2 separate regions of the Zea mays genome follow, and region 1 is linked to region 2. Evidence: chromatin contacts called from public Hi-C data. All regions are on one chromosome and are shown on one strand. Each heading gives the region's core, a stretch centred on a gene start, on an enhancer-like site or on the middle of the called end of the contact. The rest is flanking DNA. Distances are from core to core; before and after follow the strand shown.

Evidence for each region. A called contact is a pair of places that touch in the nucleus more often than the background predicts.
Region 1: a Hi-C map of tassel shows a contact between it and region 2, with 2.9 times the contacts expected there. The contact joins the promoter of LOC100381804 here to the promoter of LOC100383610 in region 2. A contact is called at or near these places in 4 of 25 Hi-C or Micro-C datasets (ear, endosperm, leaf and 1 more).

Annotation. Positions count from the first base shown.
Region 1 is chr5:189,077,962-189,083,823 of Zm-B73-REFERENCE-NAM-5.0, reverse strand. LOC100381804 reads right to left here and starts at 3,318. Exons shown (of 2, transcript NM_001361316.1): 1 at 3,097-3,318. It also overlaps the pseudogene LOC109939581.
Region 2 is chr5:188,226,670-188,232,529 of Zm-B73-REFERENCE-NAM-5.0, reverse strand. LOC100383610 reads left to right here and starts at 2,018. Exons shown (of 14, transcript NM_001362098.1): 1 at 2,018-2,301; 2 at 2,389-2,498; 3 at 2,600-2,695; 4 at 3,049-3,168; 5 at 3,258-3,389; 6 at 3,490-3,584; 7 at 3,694-3,812; 8 at 3,998-4,121; 9 at 4,238-4,364; 10 at 4,477-4,545; 11 at 4,682-4,773; 12 at 4,887-4,964; 13 at 5,219-5,289; 14 at 5,431-5,643. The coding sequence starts at 2,100. The coding sequence ends at 5,573. It overlaps LOC100279772, which reads left to right. Exons shown (of 16, transcript NM_001352971.1): 14 at 1-49; 15 at 422-1,096; 16 at 1,289-1,735. The coding sequence ends at 1,387.

The DNA of each region.
Region 1 (5,862 bases), core at 2,069-4,568, 850 kb before region 2:
CCAAGCAGCCGCCCCTGCCTGCACTAGCTCCTGCGGCATCTGCACAGATCTTGCTGCCCCGCATCTTCCTGCTCCCTGCGGCCATCGATGGATCCGAGGCAAGCCCCTAAGGTTCGCAGGTCCTCGCTCAAGGCTGCAATTGGTGTGATTCCAGGAGGCCGACCTAGTTTTTGCCAAACATCACGTGGAAACACCGTAGATGGCAGCACCATGTCACAACCTGTGCCCGTTACAGCACCTGCAGCTACAAATCATTCGACCCCCGGCATTGTTGATACTGACTGGATGTTGCCTGATTATAGGTATGCATTGACTGAATTCTTACATATGTTCAATGACGATGATTGTGTTTGCACCACCTGGATGGGTATATATGTTCAATGAGGATGATTTTGTTTGCAGCACCTGAATGGTAATGGTTGTATGTGTTTCATTTCATTTCCTGCTCCTATCATATATTTTGTATTTGTGCTGAATGATTGTCTATGTTTACTGATTGTGGTTGCCTCTATTAAATACTGATTGTGATAATTTTGTTTGAATAGTTGTTCCCTATTAGCTGATACAAGGTCCTTGGCATGTCTATATATTACTTTTTTTTTGCAGTACCATGTCCTCCACAGGCAACTACTTCACAAATTTGCTTAACCAAGATGGATTACAGTCTTTAGGGTCGGGGGACAATGTGGAGTATGATTCTGAATTCTCAGAGTCACCGCTTGCAGCTGACATGAATTCTCAGACAAAGTCAAAGGGTCGATCAAAAAGTTTCAGTGAAGAGGAGGACATGTTGCTTGTGTCGGCTTATCTAAATGTTAGCAAAGACGCTATTGCAGGACGAAGCCAAAGTTCTTAGGCACGAGCCAAAGTGGACATCAATAAAAAGTCCCATTATGGTCTCAAATTTGGATGCTGAAAATGGTACTGACGGTGGCACCATTAACAATTCTAGACCTCTTGGAAGGAAGGCTGAGAAGGAAAATTTGCGGGCCAGAAAGAGGGAAGACAATGATTATGATCCATTCATTGAAGAAATGAAAAAAATTAGAGAATCAAGAGTGCAGACAGACAACAATCGGAAGGCACGTGATGACATGTTCTTGGAGCTGGAGAAGCATAAGCTTGAACTTGAAAAAGAGATGGAGAAGCAAAAGCTAGACCTTGAAAGAGATCAGCATGACAAAAAGGTGATGGAAACTGACACAAGTGGGATGGATGATGAGGCCAAACAGTATTTCAAGTTACTGAAACAGGAGATTTTAGCTCGACGTTTTGGGAGTCCACAACCATAGATGTTTTTTGGTTATGCTCTGTTTACTGGTTTAGTTTGGTTTTCTTTATATACTGCTGTCAGTATGCATTTTAGTTCAATAATAGTGTCTGAAACATGTGACCTGAAAGATGTTAGTATGCTGTTAGTATGCATTTTCGTTTCTGAAGGTAACAAAGGTGCAAGGATACATATGTGCTACTGAAATTAAAGCAAACATATGTGCTCATAGACTATAAAATGATTTATTGTTGCTGCTTCATGTGTCCAGAAAGCTACACAAGATGCTCAAACATAAAGCTACTGCTGAAACATAAAGCTACTGACGATGACTATTGCTGAAACATAAAATGAATTATTGTTGATGGTTCATGTGTCCGCGCCGCTCCCATAGGTGTTCAATCAGGTCTTCCTGGAGTTGACGATGACTATGACCATTCTCGATTTCTTCGCGCATCTGAACAAAAGAAGAAAACTTCCCAGTTCCTGCTCGTGAAACCACATTTGTCAGATCAATGTCGTTTAGTTTGTCGTCAACCGGTTCATCTTCAATTATCATGTTATGCATGATTACACAGGCTGTCATAATGTCGCGAAGTGTAGCTTCATCCCAAAGCCGCGCAGGTCCTCGAACAATGGCAAAGCGAGCCTGTAATACTCCAAATGCACGTTCGACATCTTTTCTTTGTGACTCTTGTGCTTTAGCAAAATTTTTATCTTTCAAATTAGCCGCAGGCTTCTTAGTTTTCACAAAAGTCGACCAAGAAGGATAGATCCCGTCTGCTAAGTAATAGCCCATGTCGTAGTTGTGTCCATTAATTGTATAGGAAACTTCTGGGGCTTCACCAATAACAAGCCTATCAGAGTTTAATAACCAGTACATGTACATGCTTAAGTGAATGGATTTATGTAACTGATCATGTGCGTTTGACTGATTTGTTTAAATAATCTGCTCAGTTGCGTGGGAGAATAAAACAATGCGGCAGATGTACACAGGCATGGCTAAATAACGACGACAAAGGCATGGGCGCATGGCTGAATACTTGAATAGAAAACACAGGGAAGATGTAGTACCTGTGGCGCTGTAGATGTAGTACCTGTGTGGGCAAACGTCTATCAAAACAGAGAGGTTGATTTGTGGTAGAGGTATTGATGGCGATGTGATAGAACCTGGGGTCGCGCCGTCGCCGGGAAGATGAACGCGGGTGGGAAAATAGGCGCCAAAGGCTCACAGGCGGGAAAAGTTCGCGGCAAATGGACGGAAAAAAACCGATTCACGGTTATTTGCCTTACTTTAGGGCTTATTGTTGGAGTGTGAACTATTTTTTGTGCCCTATACTTTTTAAATGAGATAGAAATTTAATTTTTAGGGCATTATTTTAGGGCACTCTGTTGGAGATGCTCTAAAGAAAGATATAGGGTGAGAGCCATTTCACAAGTGGTTTGAGTATAACCTTCAGCATGCAGAAAACAGACACATAACTTACTCTGACTAGAATGTTCAAACAAAATAAAAGAACCTCTTATGCCATTATGATACTGTCACGGTTTTACGTGGTTTATAAATTGCTAATCTAGATATTTGACATACATTGCTTGAAACACCAATAAGCTACACTAGCATATAAGCTCACGATGTCACTGCTCAACTGAATCAAACAAACGAGCAGAGGTGAATGCAGTAAACGGCATAGACGTACACCGATAATTAAAAAAACCGAAGTTAGTAGGCAAAATACATGTAAACACTTGACAGATCCAGTTAGGGTTTGGGTAGTGGGTGCTCACCATCGCAAAGCATGGACGGAAGAGAATGGTGGGCGTACCTGGCGGAGCTTGTCGGCGGCGAAGGGCCGGAGAAGAACTGACGAGGGACCGATGAAGACCTGGGCACCTCGACAGCGGCAACGGTTGCCCAGTCGTGCACGAGATGGATGGCGAGAGAGGGAGCGCACTTGGGGAACGGTAGAAGCAAGGGCAGTGCTGTTTGGAATTAGATCCCGCGCGAGAACGTGTGGCTGTGGCCGCCGCCGCTGTGGGGAGCGAAATGTGTTGCTAGGGTTAGGTTTGGAGGATATACGTGGGCTAGTTGGGCCACTTGGGGTATACTGTATACGGGATGGGCTGGGTTGCGAAAAAATCTAATAGCTTTGGGTGCTCGGTTTTGCACAACAGAAAGGGAATAGAACGGTCGGGCGTACCTGATGGGTGCTCGTTGCCGGAGAAGGGTCCCACGAATTTGTAGTCGGTTTGGATCTAATTGCAAGTGCATCTAGTAACTTAGATTTTTTCGCAAAAAAATATCGGATGTTCACGCCCGGACCCTGCGCTTGCAGCTACTGAAGAGACAGGAGCAAAGAGTTAACAGGAGATGAATGCCCCTGACCGTTATGAGCGTTTCGTTGTGCCAGAGGGCACCAAGAAGTGAGCCATTCACCATACTTGGACTACTGTCTACCTGCATGCAATCGTTGACTCAATTGATTTTCGTTGTTCATGACTCTGGGAAGTGAGACGTATGTTTCAAGCAACGCCTACAATTCTCTTGTTGTTATTAAAAACAGTTCTGCGAGTTATGTTAAGTGAATCTTTTGGCATTAAGCTATGGAACTGTGACACTTCTCTTGTTTCTGATCATTTCACGCTTGTGCAATCCTTTTAATTTTATGGACCCACCTGAGGCCTTCTATCGCACTTGCTCATTTTGTGATTAGTTGTAGGTTATGGTTGTGCTCCTGATGAACTGATGATAATTATCAATGCAGAGTGTCCTAAGAGAGGGATACAAAGATTGTGAATGCTGCATCATTCACTGTCGAACGCGAGGATCACACTGTAGGCAATATCCTCCGCATGTAAGTACAATTTAATTTCTTTTCTTTAACGCTTCCCATCTTATGGTTTGTTTGGTTGACATGATACAGGCAGTTGCACAGAGACCCAAATGTTCTCTTTGCCGGGTATAAGCTCCCTCACCCACTCCAGTACAAGATCATTGTTAGGGTATGATTCAAGTTCCATTTGTGTTTTCCCTTTTTTATACTGATTCATTGAGCTAGTTCCCCAGTTAATTAGTTATTTATTTGTGTACGACAAATCCACACAACGAGCCAGTCCTCCCCGACGCAGGCCTACACCCAGGCTATCAATGATCTAGACAAAGAGCTTGAGTACCTTAAGCAAGCTTTTGAGGTTAGAGGTCTTTCTGATATTTACTCTAATTGCTAGTTACAATTTTCAGCAAATGCACCTTTATGCCATGGACCAGTGAGAACAAAATGAGGAGGAATAGTTTAACTTGTTTTTCTTCCATTTTTATTTAACTGCGACTGTAATGTTGGCCATGCAATTGAATTTTACATGTGTTGATTGCATCAATCAAGAATTAGATTTTATACATAATCACATACCTCAAATTTGTGCTAATTGTATCAAATTAAGGGGTTGGCTCTATACATGACTTCATACCTTGAATTTGTGACTATATTCCTACCTCATTTTGTCCATTTGACAATGCTGCTACAGACACCAACAGACCATCATTGAACCTTTTCTACTTTATGATACAAAGATGTGAACTATGGACTACTTGATGAACTACTAGATGTTCAACACAGGAATGCCTTTGGCAAAATTTGCATATTCACTCTCCCGTCAAACTGATACCCTTAAGTTCATTTGAATCTCTTTTTATTTCCAAGAAGTATCTCGCTACTTTAGTCCTACTAGGAAAAGTTCTTTGGGATCTCTCTTTGTAAATGTTAGTTTCGACTCTTGTTTTTTTTCAGGTTGCATGGCATTTCTTTGTGCAATTTTGTATCGCTAAACAACGAAAAGTTTTAGTTAGCATTAACCAGTGGTACATAGCAAGGCAGACTGTGTGGTTCTGTGGGTGTAATGTATTTAAGAATGTTTTGTATAAAGTATTGTTTCTGTAGGAAAAAGTGCTTGATTTGACATGAATGTGGCAGTAATTTTGATAGATTTGTTGGGAGGGGAAGTGTCTGCTTTTTTCTTGTTAATACAAAGAAAACAGCTCTTCTGCGTTTTCAAGAAAAAAGTATCGGCTTTGTTTGCTAGTACAGACATGTTCAAAGGATAGTTCTTTTATTCTTGCTTAAAAAAGATGTTTGAACTCTGAAGTAGCAAGCACCAAAGGCCTGGGCATGTTAATTTTTTCTGTTCATGATGCATTTGCCACAGAATCAGTGTTGTTAAGTGCCAATCTTACCTTCTTTTTTGAATGCAACCAACCTTAGATTCTAAAACAAAGCACTTAAGCAACGTCTCACAAAAATCTAAATGGTAAATTGATGTTTTCCACTTTCCGGTACGTCCACGTGTTCCTATGCTATTTGCATGCTAGTTGTCAAGTTATTCTTTGGTACACTAGAAAAAAAACTTCTTAAATTTCATTCAGGAAATTTTGTTATTACTCCCTCCGTCCCCTTTTCATAATCATACCAGGGAAAAAAACTGTACCAAGTGATCATCATTTTGTCATGGACGGAGCCTTATCAGCGTAAATGTGGCATTGGCCACTTGGGTTCTAGCTCCAATGCAAGTTCCCTTACTGATTTACGTTAGTGTTC
Region 2 (5,860 bases), core at 769-3,268:
TGGTGGACAACAAGGCTTACTTCATATTTCGGAGTTGTCACATCAACCGGTATTTCTCTTGAAATTCTGTAATAGAGGGATTGAGGTTGAACAGGGTTTGTGTTCTATTTTTTAAGATTATTCTGACTGATATCTGGAAATAGATTGTCAATATTATCTCTGATTTTCAGCTGTGTTTGAATCTCCCAGTACAAAGTCTACATTTGTTGGCTTCTTGTTAAAGGCAGTTAAATATTTGCTCAAATACTTTGAAGTTTCCTTCGTAGAGCTACTGGCTCATTTTTTTTTCTGTATCTTCGTTATATTGAGTGAAAGTCTGTTTTACCAACCCCATCAGAACATATTAGATTGAATACTAATATACCAGCATTTCATTAGTTTTAAATTATTCTTTCTGTTTTTTTCTATGTTCTTTGTGCAGGTTACGAAAGTCTCGGATGTTGTAACTCTTGGGCAATCTCTCTCTCTGAGATGCATTGGACAGGACATGCGGGGTAACATTAAACTTTCACTTAAAGCAACCTTACCCCAACCACGTATCAAGAAGGATTTGAAAAATAAGGATCCTTTGCCAAGTGAAGTTACTGGTTGGGCTGCTGTGGAGAACATGAGTAGTGTGGATGTTGATGCTCAGCTATCAAGTACCGAACATGAAAATGGCACAACTGAGGAGGCAGCTGCATTTTCGACTCCTTCAGTTATAATTCGAAGTGCTGCTGACTGTGATGCTCAAGATGATGCAAATGGTTCTAAGAAGCGGGCGAAGGTTGCAAAGTCATCTCCTAGACCAAATAAACCAGCCAGCGAATGCCATGATGTTAGGAAAGCTACCGCTAAGAAAGCTACAGGTGCCACTACCAAGAAAACTAAGAAAGTAAAGATTGAGGAATCTGTGAGTAATGGACTAGAAACCAGTGGTTCTGATGTTCCAGAACAGAGTGCTGACAACACTTCTGACCAGAATCAGAGTCCCACGAAATTCCAATCTGGGGCAATGAAGTTGGGTGATGTAGTTACAGCAAAGGTCTACCAGATTCGAGCCTATGGACTAGTACTTGAGTTGAGTGATGGTGTGCGTGGAATGCATAAATTTGAGGTAATTTCGTACAAACTTTTGAGAAAACAAGCCATCTTTTTTGTTCATACTGCTATTAGCAACACAGTTTTTCATCCCTGTACTCCACCTTCTCAATGGCCACACTATATTCTTATATTCTTAACCGTTGCATCCTCCCCCCAATACTCCCAATGAACATTGGTAACTGAAATTCTGGAGCATCTCTTGCAGGCAAATGGCCTAAAGGAATTTGAAGTTGGACAGGAACTAGTAGTGAAATGTTCTAGTTTCAATGCGAAGGGGATTCCGTTATTCTCATTGCTGGACTAGCAATGCCACCATTTGGGAACCGGATACAAATGACACCTTAGCAGCTAACCAATCAACTTGTGGAACACATGGCTAGCGAAGTTTTGTTCTTTCGCTGTTGTTGAAGCGTTGGTCAAGTTCTTTATTCGTACAACCATGAATAGAATGGAGGTCAATCACATGAAGTGTAGAGCGTACGGACTGAGTACGAACCATCGGAACCTGCTGTAGCCATTATATATAACTAGGATTACGTTACTTATCTATCTATTGGTTAAAATAATAGGGACGATGAATTCTTTGTAAGACGTACTGAAGCAGAGTGTCCCACTTACAGGAATCCAGTTCCAGTTTGTAGTTTCTTTACCTAAGATTGTTCAGCTGTACCTTTATTTTATTTTTAGCAGGGCTGTTTACAAAATCTGATTTTTTTAGTTTTGAAAAGTTAGCAGGAGCATTGCTTATGTTTGGGTGGGTTCAGATTACATGCAGTATAAACTTTGAAGACTATATATATATATAATAGAAAAAAAGAAGTGCGAGAAATAACAGAAGACGATAACAACAGGCGAGTGGCCACGGATGCTCGAGAAACCGGACTAGCACCATTTCCACCGTATCACTGCACGGCCGCGCGAAAATGTGCAGCGCCACAAGTGCATTCCGGCCCCGTGAGTAATCGTAACAGAGGATCGCTAGCTAGTGTGCTACCCTGTACGGCGCAGGCGCAGCCATGAGCAACAGCGGCAGGTGGCGGAGGAGGACGAGGTCCGTAGCCCCTTCGCCGGCCACCTCTTCTCCGTCGTCTCCTGGCCTCCGAGAAGCGCAGCCGTTCCGGCTTCCCCAGTGGAAGTTCTCCCAGGTCCTCGGCGAACTGCCGCCCGCGGCCGAAGCCCGCCGCGACGGCGCTCCCCGTCCGCAGGACGACGACGATGGTATTTATCTCTGCCTGCAAACTCAAACATTCAGAGAGCTATCCGCATGTTGGTCGTTGGACTGATCGGTCTGTGCATGTGCTTCAGCGGACGAAATCTCGGCTATCGAGTTCGACGGCCGCGGCGAGTACTTGGCCGGCGGCGACAACGCCGGGCGCGTCATCCTCTTCCGGAGGACCGACGGCGACGGCGACGACGTAAGCGTCCTGCTAGCTTTCCCGGTGCTAGCTAATTAATTCGTGCTTCTTGCGGCCACGGGGTGACTGACGCGGGGCTTCCTCCCTACGCACGTCTGCAGGCGCGGCCTCGCGCGGAGCTTGAGCGCACGGACCGTGCCGGAGCGCCGCCGCCGAGGTACAGCTACGCGACGGAGTTCCAGAGCCACGAACGGGAGGTGAGCCACCAACCCTATTGTTTGTTCAGACGAGCAGCAGGGTGAATTGTATTGTACGTACTGTATATATATATTTTTTTCCCGAGATCACTCCATTTCTATTAGTTGCATAACAGAAATACAAACGTTTTACCCACATCCAGATAAGCACTAGAGCTTAACCTGGAAGGGTTACATCACAGAAAACAACCTGTTCAGGCCACAACACAACTATAAACCGTCTACATACAGCTAGACAAAGTTCACAAAAGCAGTTCAAACATAATCAGATACAAAATACACCGCGAAGCACGTACTGTATATCCTAGTGCACGCATTCTGTTGCTGACCTTGATCCCTCCCTGCTGGCGCAGTTCGACGTGCTGGACAGCTTGGACATCAGCGAGAGGATTAAGAAGGTGAGGTGGTGCGCGCGGCCCAACAGCTCCCTGCTCATGCTCGCCGCGAACGACCGCACGGTCAAGCTCTGGAAGGTATCGAACCAACGCAAATGCGTCGATGCTTGCTGTCGCCTGTCTCCATGGGAACATGTGGTGTAACGGGTTCTGTAGCTCCAGGGCAGGTCTCCGAACACAAGGCGGAGGCGCCGAAGAAAGGGAACGGTCGGCCGAGTTGGGGCACCGCGGCGCTGTCGGCAGCCACGAAACTGCCGAGGGGCTGTTCGTCTGCAGAGCCTGACGAACGTCCTGAAAAGGTTTGCTCTCTGCAGCATTGCTCAGTTTGATCGACGCACTAGCACTATGGTAATTTACGACTTCGTACACTGTTGCTGTTGTGTGTGACTTTGTGGCCAGGCAGCAGGCGATGTCGGAGACGGCTACTCTGCGAAATGCCGGAGAGTCTTCGGCCGCGCTCACGAGTTCAACATCCACTCCGTCTCGACCAACTGGTAGGCAAACGCTCTAGGTTCATTCCGCTCCTGAGCGCCGCTGCTGGTTCTCTGTTGTTGGCAGAGGCGATGAGCCGATGACGATGCTTGTTCGTTCGTTCATGTACAGTGACGGGGAGACGCTGGTGTCCGCGGACGACGTGCGGATCAACCTGTGGCATGCGGAGGTGACGCGCCAGTGCTTCAACATCGTGGACATGAAGCCCGCGGACATGGAGGACCTCGTAGGTGATTTCGTTGTTTTTCTTCTTGTCCTTCCTTACCCACCGACGTACGTACGTACGTACGTAGGAGTGGTATACTAGCATATGCTGTCCTCCAGTTTGTGAAAGCCGCAGCGATCACTGGCACTTACATTACATTACATCCGAGATTCCGAGTGTTGTGTTGGTTGGGTGATGATGATGAAGCAGAGGTGATCACCACGGCCGAGTTCCACCCGTCGTCCTGCAGCATGCTGGCCTACGGCAGCTCCAGCGGCCTCGTCAGGCTGGTCGATCTGCGGCGATCGGCGCTGTGCGACCACAGCGTGAGAATGCGAGTGACTTCTGTCTTCTGCAACAACCCTCCAATTGAACTCTCCACGCACCACGCGTGTGTGCGCTCTTTCTTTCATTTTTTTTTTTTGAAACTGTCGCTTACTGAATGAACAGGTTCCAGGACCGCGAGAACCGCCCTCAGCCCAGCACATTTTTCAGTGAGATAATCTCCTGCATCACCGACCTTAAGTTCACAGGCGACGGGGAACACCTTCTGACTCGCGACTACATGAACCTCAAGGTGCTGTAATCTCCATTGGTGCCCAGTGCTAACTATGCAGCTACGGCCTACCTGTGACCAGCAAGCAGCGATGCGTCAACAACGCCTCACCCTGAAGCCTCGCTGTTTGCAGCTCTGGGACCTGCGCGTGGAAACCTCACCCGTCGCAACGTACAAAGTCCACGAGTTCCTTCGCCCAAAGGTACGTACGTACGTACGCTCACAATTTGTTGTCACCGAAACAAAAAATGTTTCAGAATCTCCTTTTGGCATCAAAGAGAAGATGGTAAATTTTTCAGAGAAAAAAAATGTTGTTGCTTTGTCTGTTGGTGCTGCAGCTGTCGGAGCTGTACACCGACGACTACATCTTCGACAGGTTCGGCTGCTGCGCCAGCAACGACGGGGCCTACTTCGCTACCGGATCTTACAGGTTTTTAGTTTCTTCTTCTACTGAGACGCGCTATAACACTGGTCTACTGTGATCCGTCCTGCCTTCTTGGGCACTCGATCACCTTTCTTACGGTTCTTTACTACGATGAGCAGCAAAACCTTCAGAGTTTTCTCCCGTGCCGCTGCGCAGACATGCGGCGCTACGTTGGAGGCCAGCACCAACCCTTACAGGTACATCGCATCAACGGTTACTACTGCTTCTTTTTTTATTATTTTTTTGGTCTCCTCATTCCGAGAGAACGATCTAGCGCGCTGTTTGTCTGAATAAGACCAAACTCCAAAGTTTTCATGCCATACAAAGTTCTTGTATGGCTGTGGTTTGCTGCAAAGCAACATCAAACTCCAACAGCGCAAAGTTCATGACCAATACATGAACAGAATGGATACGGGTTTTCGGTCTACTGAACCTTGCACTCTGGCCGCAGGATACAATTACATGCTCCTACGAAGATCCCAGCGCTGCTTAGCAATTTCTCTCTCGGAGTTCATAGAAAAGGTTGGGGGGGACGGAGATCTATTTTTGCCAAGCTTTTCATGCGTGTTGAGGCTTCGAGCTATGTCTCGGGCTCTCGGCCAAGAGGTTACCTTATCACTGAGCTCCTCATAGCGTGCCCTGGAAAATTCTCTCGTCGCGCAGGTCAGGATGGTCATCCGAGGTCAGACGGCAAGGAACAAGTCTCGTGCAACATGGCGTCCAAGGTGAAGCATCTAGCATGGCACCCGGCAGAAAACTTCATCGTTTGCGCAGCCAATAGCAGCTTGTACATGTACCATACATAAGCACGCTCATGTTATGTGTGCAGAGTGCAAATCACAGAACAGCGTTCGTAGCTAATTAGATTGAAGCCAGAAAAGAAGATACTTTTCCCATGTTAGGGCTTGTTCGGTTATTCCCAATACACATGGATTATATGGGATTGGAAAAAATTGAGAAGAAGTTTGACTTGTTTGGGATTCAAACCAATCCAATCCCGCTCAATCCACATGGATTGAGAGCTAACCGAACAAGCCCTTACGGTTGCATGTTGTGAACAGGGATATTGAACTGACTGTACATTGTCAAGGAT